Regions from separate parts of the Mus musculus genome. Here region 2 is linked to region 1. Evidence: chromatin contacts called from public promoter capture Hi-C data. All regions are on one chromosome and are shown on one strand. Each heading gives the region's core, a stretch centred on a gene start, on an enhancer-like site or on the middle of the called end of the contact. The rest is flanking DNA. Distances are from core to core; before and after follow the strand shown. Region 1 holds the start of Dmpk (dystrophia myotonica-protein kinase). Region 2 holds the start of Fuz (fuzzy planar cell polarity protein).

Region 1 (5,868 bases), core at 926-3,425:
TGGGCTGTGCAGTGGCTGTGCTCTTAGTTGGTGAGGTGCAGGCCTGTCACCTGGTCAGGCTTGAGCATGTGGTCTCAGTGTCTAGGACCCTACTCTGCCCTCAGTCCTTCAGTCCCTTGCTTTGGAAGGCTAGAGTCCAGAAGCCTTAGAACGTCAGGCAGTTGCAGAGCCACTGCCAGGCTAGTAGGGCTGCGGGAGTTGACTGAGTTCTCACAGACACCCCTCTGTCTCCCTAGTTCACAGACGAGGAGACCGAGGCCCAGGCAGGGCAAGCAAGTTGGCCCAGGTCACCCAGCAAGTCAGTTGTAGAGGTAGGACAACCCCTGAAGCTGCAAGTGGACCCCAGTTTCTTTTCTCTCCACTGTCGTCCCCTGTATGCCCAGGACACCTGGGGCCACATTACTGTGGAAGTGCTACTCTGGGTCAGTGGAGACGGCCGAGCTGTTTGTTCCTAGCTAGGACAGCAGCTTTAGGCCTGGGGGGCAGATCCCAGCTGGGGCAGCAGCTCCAAGGCCTTTGGGTGGCTCCTTCTCCGGGTTCTGGCAGAAGCCCAGGTGCTGTCTAATCCACCTTTCTCCTCTTGTTCTCCCCAGGGCATCTCCTCCCAACCAGGCAGCTCCCCCAGTGGCACTGTGGTGTGAAATGTGGATGTCCCATGTTCCCGGCCTCCTAGCCATAACCCTCCCCGCTGACCTCAAGAATCACTGTATTAACAAGACTAATCATGATGGAAGGACTGCTCCAAGCCCCACGCTGCACACATACTGGGGGTCCCCTAGGTTGGCCCAGCCATGGGGATGTAGTGTCCTGTGTGGCCTTGGCCCTGTCCTCCACCCACTGCCAAGTACAATGACCTGTTCTCTGAAACATCAGTGTTAACCATATCCCTGTCCCAGCATGTGACTGTTCACTCCTGGGAGAGACTTAGCCCACAGTACCCCTGGGTGAGAGGGCAGGGCAGGGGCCATCCCCACTCCTGCCCAAACTCCACCCCTTGCTATGGTCTGTGATTTTGAAAGTGTTAAATTATGGAAGCCCTGAGGGCCCTCCTTGTTCCCCTGGACCTCTTATTTATACTAAAGTCCTTGTTTGCACAGTGTTTCTGTTCCCTGGGGCAGGGTAGGGTGGGGGTTGCAGTACTTGGCCTCCAAGCTGTGCTCTGACCAAAGGAAGCCCAATCTTAGCTGTTTCCCCATCCCTAGCCCCGAGCAGAGAGCCCTCTGAAAGATGAGTCTCGACCCCCAAAGTCAAGAGGCTGAGATGGCCTTCCTACTAGGTCCTTGGAGATGTTTGAAACTTGTTTTAAACACCAGGACTATCCAAGCATGCTCTCCTTGGGGAGAGGAGGATGCTGGAATTGACTGCACTCCCTGCCTCCTCTGAACATGCCTTTGCAGTCTGCTGCCCCTGGCCCATTTATGACTGGCCATCTAGTGCCAGCTGGAGGTCATGATTTCCTCCCCAGAGAACTGGCCACCCTAGAAAGAAGCTAACTTGTCGCCTGGCTTGCTGTCCAGGCAGCTCCGCCCTCAACCCCTAAAATGTTTCTGTCTCTAATCCTAGCCCAGGCAGGAATGTGGCTGCCCCGGCCTGTGGCCAAGGAGCTATTTTGGGGTTCTCTTTTGCTTAAGGAGGGCCTGGATCCACCACTTGCCTCCCCCAGGCTGGGGCCAGCAGGTCACCCCTGGCCCTGGCGGCTGAGCAAACTCTCTCCTGATCTTCCTTCTACCTCCTGCCAAAAAATGGGGGGGCGGGTAATACAGCAGGCACAGGGGCTAAATTTAACTGTCCCAAAGTCGGAATCCATTGCTGAGTCACGAAGAAGCTGCCCCTGGCCTTTGCCCCCCCCACTACCCCCTCACCCCCTGTTGCCCAGGCATCAGCCCTTTCCCCCAACCCCTCCCAGCTCTGAGTCTATAGACTGGCTCTCCTGGGCACTGACACCTCCCACCTGTAACTCCCTGTGCTCTCTTTATGGGTGGGTAGAGTCAATGGGGGGGGGCAACCCTGGAGTATTACTCTGTCCCCTGACATTGGGCTCTGAAGAGTTTTGAGGGGCCCTGGAAGAAGGGAGTTGGGGTGTTGGCTCAGGAGGGGTTAAAAACTGGGAGGCGGGAGGGGGGCTGGGCCAAGGGGTGGAGAAAAGAGGAGGAGGCCTTAAGCATAGAACTGGCCAGAGAGACCCAAGGGATAGTCAGGGACGGGCAGACATGCAGCTAGGGTTCTGGGGCCTGGACAGGGGCAGCCAGGCCCTGTGACGGGAAGACCCCGAGCTCCGGCCCGGGGAGGGGCCATGGTGTTGCCTGCCCAACATGTCAGCCGAAGTGCGGCTGAGGCAGCTCCAGCAGCTGGTGCTGGACCCAGGCTTCCTGGGACTGGAGCCCCTGCTCGACCTTCTCCTGGGCGTCCACCAGGAGCTGGGTGCCTCTCACCTAGCCCAGGACAAGTATGTGGCCGACTTCTTGCAGTGGGGTGAGTATGGATAGGAAGCCTGGGGTTGGGTGCAAGGCAGAGGTGGGTCTACAGGGCAAGAATGGGCTATGGAGGGGCAGGAGGGCCTGGAAAGGGCTTTTTGTAAGGGAGCCAAGCAGAGCTCATGACCTGACCCCAAGCTCCCCTGGTGAGGCACCAGGGTCAGTGAGGCCACCTATGACTCAGCCAGTGCAGGCTGGGGTGGGCATAGCCTCCTGCTATCTCAGCACCCACACTAGGACCTGGCAGCTTTCTCTTTTAGGACCCTTGGCTCCTCAAACTGGCTTCATAGCCCTCCCCAGTTTCCCAGAGTGTGGGGAGGGACAGCGTGGGGCAGCTGCCAGGGTGTGGCCCATAGGCAGGTGTTTGGCGTCTGCCTCCCCAGCTGCCCTGACAGGTGTCCAGGAGCTATGAGGGCACTGTGACTCACAGAGGCCCTGGGGGAGAACCAGCCCGGCAGACAGGCGCCACCGAGCACCCTTTCTGTTCCCCAAATTAAGAGGAAGGAACAACTTCAGCTTCTGAGTGTGCCCATCCCTAGCACTCTGATCCCGCCCAGCCTTTGTGGGCCAGATTGGTCATCCCTCCTGGCTTCTCATCTGCTTTTGTGGTTCTAGCTCAAGACCTCTAATTCCTCTGCTGACTTAAATGCCCTTCCCCAGAGGTCTTCTCAGGCCTAGTGGACAAGCTTGGAGCCTTATCTGCTCCTGCCCAACATTGAGCCAAAGCTCCAGCTTACCCCAGCTTCCTTACAAGTAACGACCTGTTTTGTTGCTCTGTGCCTATTATTAAGGGTCCAGGTCTTGATTCTTGGCTGTCTGCCCATGTGTGTGACCCTAGTGCATTCTCCCCTCCTCCCCCGTTTCACAGATGGAAAGGTTGAGGCCATCGGTTAGACTGCTAAGCCTGTGAAAGACTTTTTCTCCTCTCCAGTCTTTAGTGTCTCCCTCAACCTTTCTTTTGAAGGATGGGGTTTGGGCTGGCAGGGTAAACTGAGAACTGGGGTGGGGGCAGGGGGTCTGACCCTCTGGGAAGGAGCAGTCCTTTTGTGGCCTGAGCAGCATCCTGTGGGCCCCTCCCCTGCCAGGCCTGGGCGGGGGAGGGGGCCTGGGTTCCCGCTGCCTTAAAAGGGCTCAACGCCTTGGCTCTCTCCTCCTCCCCACCCCCCAGCCTTGGCCCTAGCTGTATCTTCCCCGGCTGCCCACTTTCCCAAACCCCTTTCTTCTCTGTGACCCCATCTCCCCGCTTCCCCACACGTCCCTCCTCCATCCTTACTCCCCGGCCTTAGAACTTCCCTAAGGGAGATCTGACCTCCCTCTGCCCACCCCGCACCCCCAGTCGCCAGCCTCAGACCTAGCTGCTCTCCCCTCTGGCTGAACCACCCTAGCACAGGACCTTATACCCTGGAGCTTTGGTTATAAGAAGACTCTCCTTCACCCTTTGGAAACCAAGAAAGCCCTTCCAACAGTGTCCAGGATGCTGGAGGGCAGTGACCCTCCCCCACTTCTTCTTCGTGCTGGCTGTGCTGACACAGCTCCAGTTCGAGGTTGTGGCCCGAGACATTAAGTGAGAGCCCCGGGTGACCTGACTTAGCACCCTGATCATCACATGGGAGTGAAAGGCCTGATGCGCCAGCTTCTCCCACTGCCTCCCTTTCTGCCCTGCAACCCTGTGGAAACAGGCAGTTCTGGGTCCCACAAACATCACAGAGGTTTTGAAAGCAGAATCCTAAAGCCGATTTAAGGGGCAGAAGGAAGGAGGCTATAAAGTCACTACCCTTACCGCTAGTGTTCTGATGACCCTTGGTTCTTCTTCCCCCACCCCCGCCCAGTGGAGCCCATTGCAGCAAGGCTTAAGGAGGTCCGACTGCAGAGGGATGATTTTGAGATTTTGAAGGTGATCGGGCGTGGGGCGTTCAGCGAGGTGAGTCTTCAGTGGCCTGGGAATGGAACTTTACTTGATGTGGGTGGGGCATAACAGCTGGGGCAGAGCCTTAAAAATTGATGAATGAGCTTGAATTTAAGGCTGGAGGGGTGGGGGCGGAGCTTGTGGTCAGTGGGCGGTGTGCACGTGAGGGCGGGGCTAAGGTTGGGTGGAGATAAGGGTGGAGTCCTGTCTGGGTGAGCCTTGCTGGTTTTCCCTGCCACCTCTTGCTGTCATCTCGGTTCCGTATTTAGGTAGCGGTGGTGAAGATGAAACAGACGGGCCAAGTGTATGCCATGAAGATTATGAATAAGTGGGACATGCTGAAGAGAGGCGAGGTGAGGGCCAGGGATTAGGGCAGCGCCCTCATCTCTCCAACTCACCTCCTGTAGCTTCTCTCCTACCTCACAGGTGTCGTGCTTCCGGGAAGAAAGGGATGTATTAGTGAAAGGGGACCGGCGCTGGATCACACAGCTGCACTTTGCCTTCCAGGATGAGAACTACCTGGTAAGCTCCGGGTTCAGGTGACTAGGAAAGAGTGACAGTTACATCGCCCCAAGTCAAGAAGGCTGGAGAAGGGAGAAGCTGCTGTAGATCGGGGGGGTGGGGGTGGGGGGGACACACACAGGGGATGGGGGACGGGGGTAGGATTGTGTCTCAAGTATAGGAGAGACCTTCCTTGAGACAGGAGTGATATCTGGTTTGGCCTTTGGATGGGGCGCTCTCTCACTGTGCGGGGGTCCTCTGTGCTTGGGAACGGGGTGTCTTTGGGAGTCTTGGGGGCTACCAAACCCCTGTGACACACCCGCTCCCAGTACCTGGTCATGGAATACTACGTGGGCGGGGACCTGCTAACGCTGCTGAGCAAGTTTGGGGAGCGGATCCCCGCCGAGATGGCTCGCTTCTACCTGGCCGAGATTGTCATGGCCATAGACTCCGTGCACCGGCTGGGCTACGTGCACAGGTGGGCGTGGCGGGGCCCTTGGAGGGTTAGCAGAATTTGTGTGGGAAGGAAGGGTACCTGAAGGTCAGATCCCATTGGGGACAGAATCGGGGTCTAGAATTGTAGAATCCTGGGTGGGGTGGAAGTGGATCGAGCTGACGGGCCCTAAGAGGGAAGGTTTTCAAGAAAGCACACTTTCCCTCTTCTCTCTATGCACAGGGACATCAAACCAGATAACATTCTGCTGGACCGATGTGGGCACATTCGCCTGGCAGACTTCGGCTCCTGCCTCAAACTGCAGCCTGATGGAATGGTAAGAAGAGCCTGGCGAAACTCTCCTCATTGGTGAAGGACCGGATTAGGGGGCGGGGCTGGGTTGAGGAGCAGGAGGGGAGCTTGGTCTGGGATGTCCTGCGCACCATATTTGGACAGTCAAGGGAAAGGTTTTAAGCATTCAGGTCTGATTGGCACAGGTGAGGTCGCTGGTGGCTGTGGGCACCCCGGACTACCTGTCTCCTGAGATTCTGCAG
Region 2 (5,868 bases), core at 1,753-4,252, about 26 Mb after region 1:
ATAATAATACTATATATATATAAACAGTGCAATAGTAATGTCTGGTATAGTCGAGAAAACTGAGTCTCAGCATTGTAGCTAACAGCATAAGCCGAAGTGAATATAAAATGACCTGGAAACTTATGTGTGGACAGAAATTTACTAAATAAAGCGTACTAATGTAGAAAGATACAAAGCCGCGATGGCGCACGCCTTAAATTCCAGTGCAGAGCAGATGCAAGTGGGACTGAGTTGCAGTATCAGTCTACAGAGTGAGTTCCAGGACAGACAGGGCTGCACAGAGAAACCCTGTCTCGAAAAACAAAATAAGAAAAAAAGAAAAAGAAAGAAAAAAAGACAAGCGATTTTTCAAAACGTAGGTGGCAGGCATCCAAACTTGGCTCACTTGCTTGCATTTGCAAGCAGGTTAGCAACTGAGACATTGCCCCAGACCTTGGTTTTTGGTATCTCTTCCCCACCCTCCACTCCCAAGGCAGGCTTTCTCTGTGTTAGCCTTGGCTGTCCTGGAACTTGCTCTGTAAATTTGTGGAGCCTCCCAGAACTCAGAGATCTGCCTGCCCCTACCTCTGGAGTGCTGGGATTAATGGCACACGCCACCCAACCATTGGCGTGAACAAGCTTTTTTAACCCCAATGCTAACCCCAAAACTACAATTTTCCACGTTGAATTTTGTTTTGTTTTGTTTTCAGACAAAGTTTTTCTGTGTAACCCTAGCTGTCCTGAAGCTCACTGTAAAACAGGTTGGCTGTGAACTCAAAAAATGTTCTTGTCTCTGTCGGCCAAGTGCTGGAACTAAAAGCATGCATAGAATTTTTAAGGTTTCATTTATCTGTCTATCTATCTGTTTATTTGTGGATTTGGCAGGAGATATCAGAGTAGGCCAGGCTGGCCTTAAGGGACTGTGCAACCATGCACACATTTTAAAATTATTCTACGAATCTGTTTTTTCCATATACAGAGTACATTTGTTAATTATTCTGTAGGAACTACAGGAAATAAAATCCAGAATAAAAACAACATCCAAAAAAGTTACTTTAAAATATTGTTTCATAGGATCTAGAGAGATAGCAGCTAAGAGAACTGGCTGTTCTTTCAGCGGACTGCTATTCAAGTCCTAGCAACCACAAGGCAGTTCAACTCCAGTTCCAGGGTATCCAACACCCTCATATAGACACCCATTAAAGCAAGACATCAATGCACATGAAATATAAATAAATAAATTATTTTAAATTATTTAATTTAATAAACAAAGCAATTGCTCTCAGACATACAGTAATCAAGCAGCTAAAACTGCTAACTCAGCAGGGTGTAGCAATGCAACATGGGAGAACTGAGCATAAGGACCAAGGCCAGCCTGGGCTACACAGCACGATTTTGTCTCAAAAAATTATTTTGTTTTATTGTATCATTTAAAATACAGAAGGAGAAATCTAATATTTGTCGGTGGAAAAAATTGTTCAATTCCTTGCACTTATCAAAATTGAGTATAGCCGGGCAGTGGTGGTGCACGCCTTTGAGGCAGAGGCAGGTGGATTTCTGAGTTTGAGGCCAGCCTGGTCTACAGAGTGAGTTCCAGGACAGACAGGGCTACACAGAGAAACCCTGTCTCAAAAACCAAACAAACAAACAAACAAACAGAGTATAAAAAGACATTAGAAGGGCTGAGATGGGGGCTGGACTGGACTGGAGAGATGACTCAGCTGTTAAGAGCATTGACTGGTCTCCCAAAGGTCCTGAGTTCAAATCCCAGCAACCACATGATGGCTCACAACCATCTGTACAGCTACAGTGTACTCGTATATATAAAATAAATAAATAAATCTAGAAAAAAAAAAGAAAGGAAGAAAGAAAGAAAAAAGAAAGGAAGAAAGAAAGGAGACTGAGATGTTGAAAAAGGAATCGGAATTTCAAGGACACATGGCAAGTCCCAGGTCTGCATGGGCTACATGAGACCACACCTCAAAAATACACTAAACAACAACAAGCAAAAGAGAAAGAAAGGAAAGCAAAGAAAAAGAGAGTGGCTGGCATTCGCCATTCCAGGCCAAACAGCTACCCTGAGTTCCAGGCCAACCAGGCCTAAAGGCTGCAACTCACCCAGAAAGTAGAAAATAAAGACACGAAGCTGTAGCCATACTATTTTAATAGCCATACTATTTTAAACTAGAAAATAAATTTTGATTCTTACAGTGCGTGTGCCATGGCATGTGTACAGAGGCCAGCTTTGTGGAGTGAGCTCTCTATTCTACCATGAAGATTCCAGGGGTTACAAGCTTCTCAGGTCTTCATGGCAAGCCCTGGGATGTGCTGAGCCATCTCCCTGGCTCCTAGCCATCCTTTGGAAGAAAGCTTTGGAAGTGATAGTACAGTGATCATATCTGTGAAAATCTGTCTTGCTACCTCGGTGCTAACTTCTATTGTTGCATGGAACAAAGTTTTCCGTGTTTTACCTTTCGACACGATACACCATCATTGGCATTAATTCGTTACAGAAATTACGTGGTTTTCATGATTTTGGAAAAGGTTCTCTTCTGCCTTTCACTAATAACAAAAACAACCATCTCATTTGGTGGTTACTAGGCAACACTGCCTGGATCAAACCATTCTGAAAAAATGAGAGGGAGACGGTGGCACAGCGGTTCGGAGTTTTGAAACAGAAATTATTGTGAATGGTAGTTGCTAGGCAACGCCTGAGCATACGGCCATCTTTGACTGGGGCAGGGTATTTCCCACTATGGAATGAAAGGCCACGCTGCAGTTGCCAGGCAGTGCCTTAGCACTGTCCCCATCCTCAACCAGTTGTTTAAAAAAAAAAAATTAGCACGTAATTACAGCACACATGAAGGTTTGTAGGCAACACCTTAGCACCATCACCATCTTCAAACTAGATTCTTCATTCTCGTTATACAAAAGATGTGAAGCTGTCCAGGAACAACTTGAACGCTTGGCAAGCAATACTTGTCGCCATCTTTGTTAGGGTCATGATGACTTCCGGCCGGGGCGGAAAAAGAATCCTGTTGGAGGGGCTGAGTTGATGAAGGCAGGAATTTAGCCATCCGGCTTCTCGCCCTCTGGCGGCTCCAAACGGCAGGCCGACTTGCTTTCACTACCCGCATGCTCCTAGATCCACACCGAGAGTCTCCAGGGGGGTGACTTGTCGGGTGCGGGCTTCCAGATGGGGGATGAGGGGCCGGGAAGCCCGGTGCATCTGCTGTGCCTCGCAGCCTCTAGCGGGGTTCCCCTGTTTTGTCGGAGTAGCAGCGGCGGCGCCCCCTCCCGTCAACAGGTGGGGGCATTCGACTCCTTCGTCTAAATAAGGGGTTTGGGAAGCTGGGATGGCATACCGTGCAGGGAGTAGAGGCTCGGAGCCTTTAGGGGACTAATAAGCCTGGTTTCCTGAAGAACTTTGGGGGGATGTGGGGAGACGGCAAAGTGGGACAGTGAGGTCTCAATGCTTCCCCACTCTTCAGCTTCCTTTCTCTGTCATCGGCTCTCTCAATGGAGTCCACATGTTCGGCCAGAATCTGGATGTGCAACTGAACTCTGCAAGAACGGAAGACACAACCGTAGTGTGGAAGAACTTCCATGACAGGTCCCTTGGCGGGAGCAAGGGAACAAGATCTGGGCAGTGGTTCCTGGCTTAGGTGACCCCAGAGTCCTGCCAGTGGTGACTTGGCTGTGGGAATCTTTGATAAGCTACTCACCCTCTCTGATCCCTGCGTTCCCAGCAGAATGTAGCCAGCAGCATAGGAATAGCCCAGAGACGCTGAAGCGCTTGGCTCCGTTTCCCAGGCCTGACCTCTACTTCATTCTTGCTTCTCTTCTTTCCTCCCCACAGTATCACTCTCATTGTTCTGTCATCTGAGGAGGGCACCTCTGAGCTGAGGCTGGAAAGAATGCTCCACATGGTGTTTGGGGCCATGGTGAGACTGGGCCCTTTTTTCTCCAAAACTCAAGAGAGCTGCACCCCCAGCCTCTTCTCCTTAGTCCAGACCTGCATTTTTTTCTCACACCCAGACATCCAGACCTCAGCCCTCTTCCCTCATACCTAGGAGTCCAGGAGCCCGACCTCCACCTTCATACACAGGGATCCAGACCTGGCCTTCCTCTCAACACCCATTCAAATACTGTCCTCTCTGACTAGATCCTATTAAGGACCCCGCTGTCCTATGTGATTCTTCTAGGTTCTCATTGTGGGACTTGAGGAGCTGACCAATATCCGGAATGTAGAAAGACTGAAGAAAGAATTGAGGGTGAGGCTGTGGGATGTGAGTGACGTTAGGATCCCTAAGTCGTGCCCATTTGTCTGGAACTACAATTCCCACTATGCATAGGGAAAGCCCATGGGTTCTTGAAGAGCTTGTTTAATCCTGGAGCTGGCCTCAGGTTTTTCTGGGCTGATCTGGCCTACGTGGGTCCTAGATGCCTCTTTTCCTCTACCAGGCCAGCTACTGTCTCATCGACAGCTTCCTGGGGAACTCAGAACTCATCGGAGACCTGACCCAGTGTGTGGACTGTGTCATTCCTCCAGAGGGGTCTGCCATGCAGGTATTGGGGCAGCTATAGAAATAACTGTGTCCCCACGGTTCTGCTCAGCCTTCCTTTGTTTTCTTTCTCTGGACATTGTCCTAACTCCCTCTTATCATCCTGGAATCAAGTTTTACCTGGAACCTTCTCACCAGGGTACACTGACTGCTTGCCTCCTGTCCTGCAGCTTCGGCCTCACAAGCACCCTGCCTTCCTGCCTTGCAGGGAACCCTGTCTAGGCAAATCCGCCTCACCCCATTCTAAGACAGGGCTCCCAGGCTGTCTTGGGACTCTCTCTGTAGGCCAGTCCGGCCGACCTCCAACTTACAACTCACAAACACCCACCAGCCTTTGCCTCTGAGTGCTGGGATTAAAGGCGTGCTCCACCATGCCTGCCCAATCTTCCTTTGCTAAAGTTATGCCTCTCCTGGCAGCATGTCCTGACCTCAGAGCTTCCGTAGGTCAGGACTGTGCCTTCTCAGCAAGTTTAGATGCTGTTGTTAAAACTATTGGCATCCCAGGACCTCCTGGTGCAGGCCTGTCACCCCAGCTACTCTGGAGGCTGGGGAGAGTATGCAAAGTTTAAGGCCGGCCTAGGCAGCTCAGTGAACACATGACTCAAAAATTCAGTATGACTTGGCAGGAGCAGCCCCATAACTGAAGGAGAAATAAATTTTAAGAAGCAAACAAACAAACAGATAAAATAAGTGTATGGAGAATTGAGAGTGCTGACTGATCAGGAAGGTTAAAGTATTCTCGTTCACAGAGAGGGTGTGAGACAGGAGCTTGGCAGCCTTGCGTGCTAGGGTGTCTCTGGTCTCATGGCTGCTCTTCCCCTCCCTGACTAGCCGGGAAGGTCCCTCCTTGCCCTATGACATCTAGTCTGACCTTTTCACCAGGAAACCCTTTCAGGGTTTGCAGAGGCCACTGGCACAGCCTTTGTCAGCCTGCTTGTATCAGGCCGAGTGGTGGCAGCGACAGAGGGCTGGTGGCGCCTAGGCATGCCTGAAGCTGTACTACTCCCCTGGCTGGTGGGGTCCTTGCCACCACAAGCTGCTCGAGACTACCCGGTGTATCTGCCCCACGGGAGCCCCACGGTGAGTGGGCGGGACCAGGGCGGGGCTTCCAGCAGGGCGGGGCCATGCTTAGCCCTATCTTGTGCCCGGCTACAGGTCCCACACAGGTTGTTGACCTTGACGCTGCTGCGTGGCCTGGAGCTGTGTCTGCTGTGCGGGCCGCGCCCGCCCCTTGGCCAGCTGGACCCACAGGTGAGGCGGACTGTTGCAGTGCTGCCCCTGTGCATCCCCTCCAACAGCGCCACCTGCTGCATGCAGGCCCTGG

The links. Promoter capture Hi-C pulls out the DNA fragments that hold promoters and counts their contacts.
Region 2: a contact with region 1 is called in a promoter capture Hi-C map of pre-B cells. The contact joins the promoter of Fuz here to the promoter of Dmpk in region 1. A contact is called at or near these places in 3 of 39 promoter capture datasets (cranial neural crest, maxillary cranial neural crest and pre-B cells).

The regions. Positions count from the first base shown.
Region 1 is chr7:19,081,683-19,087,550 of GRCm38.p6, forward strand. It overlaps Dmpk (dystrophia myotonica-protein kinase), which reads left to right and starts at 2,176. Exons shown (of 15, transcript NM_001379257.1): 1 at 2,176-2,472; 2 at 4,304-4,395; 3 at 4,650-4,733; 4 at 4,807-4,902; 5 at 5,211-5,359; 6 at 5,558-5,651; 7 at 5,812-5,868. The coding sequence starts at 2,313. It overlaps Dmwd (dystrophia myotonica-containing WD repeat motif), which reads left to right. Exons shown (of 5, transcript NM_010058.2): 4 at 237-311; 5 at 594-1,093. The coding sequence ends at 641. Mir3100 (microRNA 3100) reads left to right here and starts at 5,146; the gene lies at 5,146-5,210.
Region 2 is chr7:44,893,077-44,898,944 of GRCm38.p6, forward strand. Fuz (fuzzy planar cell polarity protein) reads left to right here and starts at 3,003. Exons shown (of 11, transcript NM_027376.3): 1 at 3,003-3,286; 2 at 3,471-3,592; 3 at 3,839-3,923; 4 at 4,185-4,253; 5 at 4,444-4,548; 6 at 5,427-5,624; 7 at 5,700-5,795. The coding sequence starts at 3,176.